Linked DNA regions of Ovis aries: region 1 is linked to region 2. The links are chromatin contacts, called in public Hi-C maps. All regions are on one chromosome and are shown on one strand. The core of a region is the stretch at or near the end of the contact, and the rest is flanking DNA. Distances in the headings are between cores, read along the strand shown. Region 1 has its middle 31 kb from the start of NFIA. Region 2 has its middle 100 kb from the start of NFIA.

Region 1 (5,872 bases), core at 607-3,106, 71 kb after region 2:
ACTACAATGCCAGTCTTTTGATTTCTAAATCAATATGTTTCCCACTAAATCAAGGAGCTTAAGAGCAGCATCTCAGAGGCGATGGTCCTTAAGTCACAGAAAAAAATCTATACTTGTGGGATTTCAGACGCTATGGCTTCCATAGGAAGGAAACAACTCTTGGTGTCTCGCATCTTATGCCACCTATCTCTACCCAAAGTGAGGAAAGGGGAATTCCACAATATTAACATGGAGAAAAAAACTATATTTCATGGTATACTTAATAAGGAGGATTTTGTTTTATGTTCATTATTGTATATCCTCTTTAAGATGTTGTAAAATCTTTCTGAAGCCACACATGTTTTTTAAACTAAGCCTTGATGTAGTCAAAACCAAGTTTCAAAGGTTTATTTTGCTTGACTTATTTACTGTTCTGATATCACCTTTTGGAAAATAGCAGATATCTATTTCTGAAATGCATTGTGACTTAAACTGATAAGCTAAAATCAATTATGCTATTTTAGTTTTATTCCTAATTAGAACATAAAATAGTAAGAAACATTGTTACTAAGCCCTGGCTTAGCCCATGGGGCAGTATAACATGGTTACCAGCATAGACTCTGGAGCCAAACTGAGTCTGGATTAGTGACTTCTAACTAACTTTGAGCAAGTTACTTTAGCATCTCTGCCTGAGCTATTTCATCTCGAAAATGGGGATGTAAATAGACACATTTCAGATGGCTGTTTTGAGGATTAAATGAGATAATAACTGTAAAGTGCTTAGAAAAATGCCAGGCACATGGTAAGGCTTAGAATTAGTTATTACAGCACGGGCTCTGTAAAGAAATGTTAAGTTGAAAATAATCAACAGATCTATAGCAGGAAGGCGGGGGTGTTACCTACTCCTGCCCCAAAATGCAAAGCTCATGCTTCTGGAAATAATTTTAGCGAATGGAACATATCCCCATTGACTCTCTATAATATTATGCTACAGGAAGTCCATGAAATAAAACTCGATAAAATACAAACAGTAAATGTTATCCAGTAACTATTCAAAATTTCTGGATTTTCACAAAACAGTTCTTCCGAATCGTAATTAAAGGTTTGAAAGTCAAATGATTTAAATGCTAGTTTTAATTACCGCTTGGTGAACTTTAGTGTGTTAGAATTGTCACAACTTTCCTTAAGGATTACTCTGAAGCCAGGCGATACAGTGGGAAATTATTAACTCCTACTTTGGTACAGCAATTATCTGCATTACAAGGTTTATGCAATTAGCTGTTTAAGATGTCATTATATTTTGCCATCTGGTACACAGGAGTTTATGCATATGAACAGGCACGTGTTGAAGTGATTTTCACTATATGACTTGTTCTCAACCCAAGGCATCTCTCTAATGAGGGCAAGTTACCGTGCACCGTACATTAGTGGCAGGTGCACACTATCAAGCTTCATTTTCATCGAAGACCTTCATTTTTCCATTTTAAAGTATTCTGCACAAGTGCTGGAAAATTAATTAGTCGTTTGCCATTGAACGACGCCTGCAGACGTGTTCCTTAGCAGTCAGATGGGGGCACGGCTTCAGCTAGGGGCCGCTCCTCCTTACCCAGACCGGTGCGAGGAACCCGCGCTGGGTGAAAAAAGCCAGGGCGTGAACCACCGCAGTAGACAGCCTCTCGGGACCTGGGAATGGGGGTGGGGGTGGCTGGTGGCGGGGTCCCCAGCCTCAATCCGGCTTTCCACCCAAGACGGGGCGCGCTGGACGGGGGACTGCGCGGCGGCTTTCAGTCCGCAGCTCCCGCGGGGCCACGCGGGTCCCGACCGACGCGCATTGGAAGGGCGCCCTCTGCCGTCGGCTCACGGCGGCCGGGTAAGAAGAGAGACTTGGAGCGGTCGGCTTAACTTTACACGCCTTTTGCACGAGGAAAGCCCTGCTCTCCGAAGGGGCTTGCAACCCTGCGCACGCGCAGTGCGCAGACACCCCCGCCCCCCGCCCACCCGCAGTCGGGCGCGCTCTGGTCGCGCGAGGACTCGGCCCCGCGCACCCGGGGCTGGCCTGGGCGCCAAAGGCCAGGAAAGAGAAACCCCCGGGCGGGACGGCGGTGGGGCGAGGGACAGCCGGAGATCCGGCACCTGTCCCGGAAGGTGGCCCTGCGCCGCCCGCCGCAGAGCCTTTGTTGGTTGGTTCCGTCTGAATCGCCGCGGGGCCCAGCCGTCCCGCAGAGGCGCGCGGGCACCTCGCCGAGGCTGGCCCCGCGCTGCCATTGAAACGTGACACTGACGAACGAGCTGGGCCCGCGGCTTTCTTTGGGAGAGTTGAGAGTCGCCCGTCGCGGAGAATGTGGCTCTCTGGTTCCCTGGGAAACGCACTGCCTCCTCGGCTGCTGCCATCTTCCGTCTCCCCGCGAACACCGCCGCAGCACGCACGTGTTTCCTCTTTCCCAGTCCGCGTGCCAGGAGGAGAGCCCAAGTTCAGCTCCGAGAGTTGAGCAGGGAAGGACTCTGCTGAACACGGGAAAGTGGGGTTTGAGGGGGCCCAGGCAAGAAGGTAGTTCCTTGAGCCTTTTGCTTTAAGGCATCGACTGCATGTGTCCTCAGTCGTGTCCGACGCTGCGACCCCATGGACTGTAGGAAGCCCACCAGGCTCCTCTGTCCATGGGATTTACAGGCAAGAATACTGGAGTGGCGAAGACTTTAGCCTTTTGGGGGAGGGGGGCTGAGGATGATGGTAAGGGGACTGAGGGAGAAGACCCTGGCTGAACCTGTCTCCCCCACCCCTTTGTCGCGTTTCTGCGCCGGCCTTTTGGGGGGGAGGGGCGGGGGGAGTGAGGAGTTCGCTATTTAGTTGTCTGTTTCCACATACACAACCATGTGTGAAGCACTGAACCAGGGACTAGCAGTTATTAAGAATCAAAATAGGAATTTGCAAGCTGATTAAAGAGAATAAAATTCAAAAAAGGGGATAAAATGGTCTCATTAAAAAAATCAAATGGTGCAGCCAGGCTGTTTGCAACTAAAGGGTAGGTAAAATTAGAATTGGCTGTTGGGAGTCCCAGAACTTCTGTACCTGGGCAACCCTGCAAGTAAACTGGTCAGAGGTGATTCTGTGTTCTCACAGCACAGGAAAGACAATAGAGATTGAGGTGATGGTGGCAAGAAAAAGAGCCGCTCATTCGCGCTGGAGAAAGTTGGACAAGTAAATCAAGGCCAGATTGGAGAAGGCTGAGGGACCTGGGATTGAGTGGATAGAGTAGGAAAACCTTGTGCTTTGGGGCCAGTCTAGACTAAGTCTGAATCTCCTTTATGCCTCTTAGAAGTTGTAATTAGGAGCCTCTGTTCACCTCTGTGAGGCATTAATTATGCCTCAATGCTATGAGCATTATACACGGTTGTATGAGACAATGTTCTTGGCCCTAATACATTTAGTATTGATATAACCCTTTCTTTCAACTATTTCAAATGTTGTCATGCATGATCTCTAGGCTTCTTCAAAGCATCTATAAGGTTATTTAAATAACCATATGTCTATGCTCTTCTTGCTTAAATCCAGCCAGCTCTGTTGCCTCCAGACACTAAGGAGTCCATGCTATACCGCTATGTTTTATAGCATCTAAATTATTGGAAAATGTTTAATTTCTACCATAGCTTCTAGTATAATCAACTTTCTGAGCAACTATCCCATCAGATTAGTCCATCTGATGCCAATCACATATAACATGGGTTTATTAGACCCTCACCAATGGCTTTAGCTGAAAATTCATCTTCATGAAGAGGAGCAGCAGTTAAGTTTCTCAAACAACCCTCACACCTGTGGCCTGCAGCCCACATTCAGAAGCTCTGAGACTGCAACTTAGGAAGGTCAGGCTGTGATTCACCATAGGTAATATGAAGAATACAAATGAGTTTCAAAGTGACATATAGACTGGACCCCCACTCTGTCCTTTCATTACTAAAAAGAGCCCTGGATTGCTCACTGTTGCTGTTGGGGAAAGGTACCAAAAAGAAGTAGCTAAGATCTCCAGATACGTGCCCAACACACCCCAACCAATATGTGTTTCCATGACACAGAAGCACAATTACACATCCGAGAATAAAACAAATGTCTCCAAAGTACAATGCTGTCTATTATAAAATCTCATTATAAAATGAGGCCATAAGCTATAGTTCCCACTTATCTAAAGTATTCAACATTCATTCTTTTATCTAACCATACCTGAAGATGATGAAATTTGTAACTGAAATTCTAGGATGAAGATAGTAATTTCAGAAGAGAAACATGTCAGCTTAATGTATGAGGTGGAGTCTGTGTTCTCCAAACATTAACCCCACCACTTTATTATGATAGAACTAAGACATGGACCTAGGGAGTGGGAGAGAGCAAGAAGTTTCTACGTTGAAGTTTAGAATGTAAATCTCAAGAGAATTGCTCCTGCATTTCTTCATACTTCTGCCAGCACTCAGAACAGGGTGGAACACACAAAATAAATTCCATGAGTAGGTGCTGGTTTCAGATGGTGTTTCTTCACAAAGCCCTCTTACCTAATTACCAAACTGGTCCCCAAAAGCTGACCATCCAAAGCCATCTGACATGCACACATTTACATCCAATACCCCAACCCAAAGCCTCTTTAACTTCCGTTGTGCTATATTTGCATGCGTGCAAAGTTGCTTCAGTCATGGCGGACTCTTTGTGATCCTATGGACTCTAGCCGACCAGGCTCCTCTTTCTGTGGGGATTCTCCAGGCAATAAATGTTTGTTATGTTTAGTTATTCTGAAAAGTGAAAAGAAGGTATTCTGGGTAGGAATGCACCATATTCTACCACACCTTCAACATGGTTTGATTTGGTGCCTAGGTAGATAAGAAGAAGGGGAGTTAGTGAGTCATTGTTACACAATTTGGAAAAACAAAAGTACTGAAAGGAGTATAATTTTCCTGCCAAATAATCCAATCCTTTCATCATGAACTGTTACTATTCCATGGATGCAGGTATCAGCAAAAATATTTAATATTCAAAATTACTTATTGTAAATAATTTTTGTAACCAAATCTACAAAGGACCATCACTATGGGTCAGATGCCAGGATTTTGCCATAGCTACATTATACAAAAATTTTCAGTGTGATAGTATGCTATAAAGAGATTTGGTTGGTTTGGTCACTAAATATGTTACTCATATTTGTTAATGAGTAACTAGATCAACTCATTGTTTGGCTTCTCCCATGGTACACACGCCACCTTCCTCCACCATCAATATTTCCTTATGAAATGTAATACTCGACCATTGCTAAAGGCCATAAACACCATCTTCTACCACACCTTCAACATGGCAAAACCACCAAGATGCCACTTCTCCAAGTGACCTTTCCCAATAACTTGTAGCAGTGTCCCAAAGCTAGTTGGAACCATATTAAGTTATGGTGCAACAGAGGCACCTGGATGTATAATCAGAAGAGCTAGGCTCTTCATGACCTGGCTCCACCACTTCTCTGAAGGATTTTAAGTGACCCCCTATTCTCCTACTCTCTAACCCCCAACCCCCATATACCTGAACCAAGCTTTCCTCTTCTATGAAGAATGAACTTGAGGTCCTACTTCATGGAAGTGTTATGAGAATCACATGCACATAGTAGGTGCTTAAATTGATGTTAAAGGTAGATTCTGAAATGTAGATCTGAGTTGTTGACATAGGAAAATTTCTTGAAGAAACAAAATATACCAACTATTCTTTGTATCCTCTTTATTTCCTCATATTCAAAATGAGAATAACATAAACAATGTAAGGTGATAAAAATGAAATGAGATAATACTGTGTGTGTGCGTGCTCAGTTGTGTCTGACTCTTTGTGACCCTATAGATTGAAGCCCACCAGCCTACTCTGGCCATGGGATTC
Region 2 (5,110 bases), core at 1,007-3,506:
AGGTAGTGGCCATCTCTGGACTAGCAGCCACATGAGCCTGTGAGAATGAAGGGGTGAGAGAGCTGAAAGAAAATGAGACGGTGTGCAGAGACGCTACCAGAACTTGAGGTTTCCAAGATGGGATTCCCACAGGAGATGGCCAGGCCTGACACAAGGTCATGGGACAGTTTGGCTGAATAGAAGACCAGGCACAATCTAGTGTTTAGAGGCCCAAGTGCTGCTGAGTGTCTTGCTGAAGAAGAGACAGGTCTTCAGAAGAGAAAAACACTTGTGACTTACAAGGAGGAAGATGGAAAAAGCACTGGGCCGTTACCAGGTGGCTGGAAGAAAGCATGGGAGGCGCTCACTCCTCCACCCATCGTCATCAGCCTCCCACTCTTGGCTTCGTACATGGACTCCCTCCAGACTCGTGGTGCTTCCAGCCCCCTTGAACTCAGCTGGAGGGACCAGCCACTGAAGGTTTCCTCCAGCAGAGTGGGCAGGGCCAAGCCAACAACATCTCCTCCCATGACCTGATTTCCTGACAGTTTTTCTACTTGAGGCAAGAACACAACTTGAGGGTCTACCCTTGTAACACATTTTTAAGTAGAAAAATACAGTGTTATTGACTATGGTACAATGTTGTACGGCAGGTCTCTAGAACTTACTTATCTTTCTTAACCGAAACTTGATACCCTCTGATTAGTAAATTTATTTTCTCCCCTTCCCCCAGACCCTGGCAACCACCATGCTGCTCTTTGATTCTATGAATATGACCGTTTTCGATACCTCGTGTAAGCAGAATCCCATAATATTTATCTTTCTGTGAGTGCCTTATGCCATTTTAGTGTAATGCCCCAAGGTTTCCTCTATGTGGTCACAGAGGGCAGAATTTCCTTCTTTTTTAAAGCTGAATAGTATTCCATTGTGGGTATAAGCCACATCTTCATTAGGCATCCATGTGTCATCCATGCGTCATCCACGTGTCAGGCACCCACTGAGTGTCAGGGGACACTCAGGTTGCCTCTACATCTTGGCTGTTGGGAATAAGGCTGCAGTGAACATGGGAGTGTTACTCTCTCTTTCAAATCCTGATTTCAATTTTTTTGGATAAATACCCAGAACCGGGATTGCTGGATCATATGGTAGCTCCCCCCCCCTTTTTTTTTTCCGAGGAGCCTCTATACTGTTTTCCAAAGCGACTGCACCATTTTTCATTCCTACTAACAGAGCACAGGGGCTCCAATTTCCCCACATTCTCACCTGAATCTCTCTCTGGGTTCTGGAGTGACAGTGTCTCAGGAGTTTAGCACGGAAAACACCACAACCTCCTCCTCAGTCGGTGCCATGGTGGAGGGCTGGGCTCATCGTTCTCCAAGCTTCCCCATTTGCCAGCTTGCCCCGTGGATGAATGCAGAGATAGGCCAGAGGGGTGAATTCATGGCCCTGCAGAGCATGTCTAAAAGTGTTTGTCAAAAAAAGAGTTAATGACTGCTGCTCTGCAGGAAGCCCGAAAGAAATGAGTGTTCTGAAGTGTAGAACATTGCTTTTACGGTAGGTGGTGTTATTGTTACATGTTCATACAGACGGTGCTAATTAACAATCCTAAAGGCCACATCATTAAATTATTTCTCGGCTTAAAACCCTGCAATGTTTAAAGCACCCAGCAATTCAATTATACCCAAAACACTAGCCCGAACGCCAAGGCATTCTTCGGCCACTGACAAAATGCAATTCACTCTTAAGAGCAGGTGAGCCTTAAAAAAAGAAAGAAAAACATCTGACATGCTGCCTCTCTGTCCCTCTCCCCTACACACATCCTAAATATTAAAAACAACAGTAATCTTCAAAGAAAATTTAAAGGGAACCTTACCTTTGCCGGACAATGAAATATACACTCTACTGATTTTCCTGTATGTGCAGATAGGAAGACTATGATTAACATTTGCTTAAAGATCTCTCTTGAAAAATCAAATCGTTGCCCTGAACTCTGTTTAAGGTCCTTTGGGTTTCACCCTTTTTCCTCTGGGTCCTGCCACCCATCCTTTGTCATTTCTAACTATTGTAAGTTGCATTTGGCATTTGAACCAGGGGCAATGTCATGGCTTTGGGCTGTGTTTTTCCGGGATGTGTCTCATGGTCAGCACGGAGTACTTTGAAGAACACACAAAGCCCCTTTGTCTCCCACCTAGTGAAACATCACAAGGGAAGAGTGCAGGGAGAGAGGGCTTCAGTGCAGCTTAAACACACACACACACACACACCAAGCTCTGGCTCTTCTGGACTCCCCCAAGCCTGATCGTCTCTGCAAAGGGTGAGACAGTTCTGCTCACAGGCACAGAGCCCTGATCAGCTGGACAAGTGGCTTCAGTTCTCTGGATAAGATTTGGCAGGTGACACCATGACAGAACCTCCCACTTGGAAAGTGCTGGTGCCGGGGCCACATCTGGGAGCAGCACATATGTGATTTCACTGGTTTTCACACAAAGAGGCAGTTTGTGCCAGCGGCCAGCTGGCCAGCTGGGCACTTCTCTGCAGCCATAGAAAGCAAGGGTGGGAAAGCAACCCACCTGATTCCCTTTTTTTGTGATCTCCCCAAATGTTCAGTCTCTGTATAAACCATCTCATCACTCTTCTCCCTAATACTTTCCCAAGAGTACCCTTCAAGGAGGTCCCACTCAATTCTATGGGGCCAGGAGACTTATATATCTCCCTAGATCCATATTATAGAGCATAGTGCCTTACACAGAGCACACTCTGCCTAAACCTTTTCTGGATGGAGGGATGGATGGACAGACAAAGACATGGATAGAGGATGGATGGATGGATAGAAGAATAAAGCAACTGAAGATGCTGCTCCGCCTCTCTGAAAGAACTGAGTCCTCCTAATGACAGCCTCAATCTGGACTTTAGATCTACAGAGAGGCAGCCCAGGCTGGTATTATCAGGGCCGTCAGCACACTCGTAGTGCGGCCAAGCCCCATTCGCTCACCCCAGCAGATACCGCTAACCGGCCACTGTGTCCTTGCCAACAGATTTAAGACTTTTCCGCAACATTTTCTCCAGTAGTGCTCCAGGCAGGTACTCTTTCTCATCCAACAAGATGCAACCAATTTTCTTTCCCAGGGTTGGAACATGGGCTTTGGGGCCTAACAGACCATTGTTTAAATCCTAATTCAATCAGTTTTTTTACTGTTGCAACCTGGACAAAGCTACTGAATATAAAACAAAGCCTTTAGCTTTTCTACTTATATGAAGGAAGATAAAGAACTGAATGAGTACTTACCATGTTGATTAATGAGAAAATTTACCTGATACAGTAGGTGCTTAATAAAAGTTCACTGTTTTTATCCAGAGACTGTTTATGGGTTGTGTCACTTGTTTCCGTGAAAGGACCTTTCCATCACTGCCACACTTATTGCTCAGTTGCAACTCTCCCAAAGTGATGACAGAGAAAAGGCATCACACTGGCTTTGGTGTGACGAAACTCAGACTGGACTTGGTACCACAAGAGACAGCATCAGTATGGACAGAGGAATCACAGTCTCTAATTTAACTATGATTCAATCAGGCATTGTTTGGAGGCAGAATAGTAAAATGAAAGATCGAGAAGAGAGGAGACTGGGTTCTAATCAAAGTCTAGCTTGAGAAACAGGGAGAGGTCACCTCTCTCCTATGGTCCCAGATGTCTTCTATGAAAAAAAACGCCACTGGGTTCTATGGATGCTTCAATCCTCGATTCTACAATTCTACCTGATCGACATCTCCTCACTCTCCGCTAAAGCCTTTCCTGATATTTCCCAGGAGACATAAATTCTCTCCCTGTGAGACTTTGTAACATTTGTCTGTGCTGAACATCTGGAAATTAGTCCATGTCCTGATCCCCTTGTAACAATGATACAGTTAGATCAGACTAACTGCAGGACCAGGGATGGTTTTAAGGTACACACACACACACACACACACACACACACACACACACACACACACGCGCGCGCGCGCGCGCATGCGCACGTGCATTCTAAGTCGCTTCAGTTCATGTCTGACTCTGACAGACACAGGCTCCTCTGTCCATGGGATTCTCCAAGCAAGAATACTGGAGTGGGTTGCCATGCCCTCCTTTAGGGGATCTTCCCAACCTAGGGATAGAACCCGCATCTCTTATATCTGCTGCATTGGCAAGCAGGTTCTTTACCACTGGTGCCACCTGGGAAGCCTTACACACACACACATACACACACAGCTCTCTAACTCTGAGATAAGTAATAACCCCTTTTGCAGTTAAAAAACTGATACAAAAAAAAGGTAACTTGACCAAAGTCAAGTTTGGGGCAAGTAAATGCTGGGGCAAGTATTTGACCCCAAGCAGTAAAGGGTGCTGTCTGGAGGCAATAATAGCTATCTTTGTTGTTTAGCATCTCTCTTTCATCCCCAGGAGCCTCCCTGAGGCAGTGTGTGTAGTGGTAAGGAAAGGATCTCTGACCAAGCCTGCCCGCATCTGAACCCAAGCTCTGTTTCACTGCTTCATGCCTCCATTTCCCAATGCATACTATGAGGACAATAACTGTACTTCTTCATGAGGCTGCTATGAGAATTATGAGTTACTCTAAGTTAAGCATTCAGAGCAGGGTCTGGTCCCCAGTGTGTGCTGGTCAGGCACGTGCTGTCACTGTGTCCAGGGACCTAGTCCAGAGCCTCTCCACATTCCCTGAGCCTTGTGCATAGCAAGTGGTTTTGTGGTTCAGTTGATTTAGCTGAATAGCTCAAAACCATGGTACTAGGAGGCAAATAGACCAGATCCAGTCCCAGCTCAACCACAGATTAACTCTGTGACCTCGAGCATATCAACTAAGTTCTTCTGATTCTCAGTTTTCTCCATTTATAAAATGGGAATCCTATGGGCTGCCCTGTGGATCACTGAGAATTCCTGTGCTGCTCAATTCAACAAGACCGATGCGTACACAGTGCAGACTACTGGATACATGAAAGGGATGTAGTGTGGGTTAGTCTTGAAGAAACCACCTCCTGATGGCTTCTGAAGACCTCTGTGTGAAGGTCATTCTCACCTTGTTGCAAAAGAAGAAGAGAGAATTCTCTCCAGAAGAGCCATTTTCAGAACTTTTGCTAAGCC

The links. Hi-C and Micro-C count contacts between places; a contact is called where the count stands out from the background.
Region 1: a Hi-C map of hypothalamus shows a contact between it and region 2, with 5 times the contacts expected there. The contact joins two enhancer-like sites. A contact is called at or near these places in 8 of 16 Hi-C or Micro-C datasets (hypothalamus, liver, mesenteric adipose tissue and 4 more).

The regions. Positions count from the first base shown.
Region 1 is chr1:36,284,700-36,290,571 of ARS-UI_Ramb_v3.0, forward strand. No RefSeq gene overlaps it. Among named protein-coding and RNA genes, the nearest start is that of NFIA, 31 kb to the right of the region's middle. Within about 2 kb of position 1,857, at least 26 of the 54 cell types and tissues checked have an H3K27ac peak or open chromatin away from gene starts, as enhancers often do. A contact at or near this core is called in hypothalamus, where this site is marked.
Region 2 is chr1:36,213,240-36,218,349 of ARS-UI_Ramb_v3.0, forward strand. No RefSeq gene overlaps it. Among named protein-coding and RNA genes, the nearest start is that of NFIA, 100 kb to the right of the region's middle. Within about 2 kb of position 2,257, at least 11 of the 54 cell types and tissues checked have an H3K27ac peak or open chromatin away from gene starts, as enhancers often do. A contact at or near this core is called in hypothalamus, where this site is marked.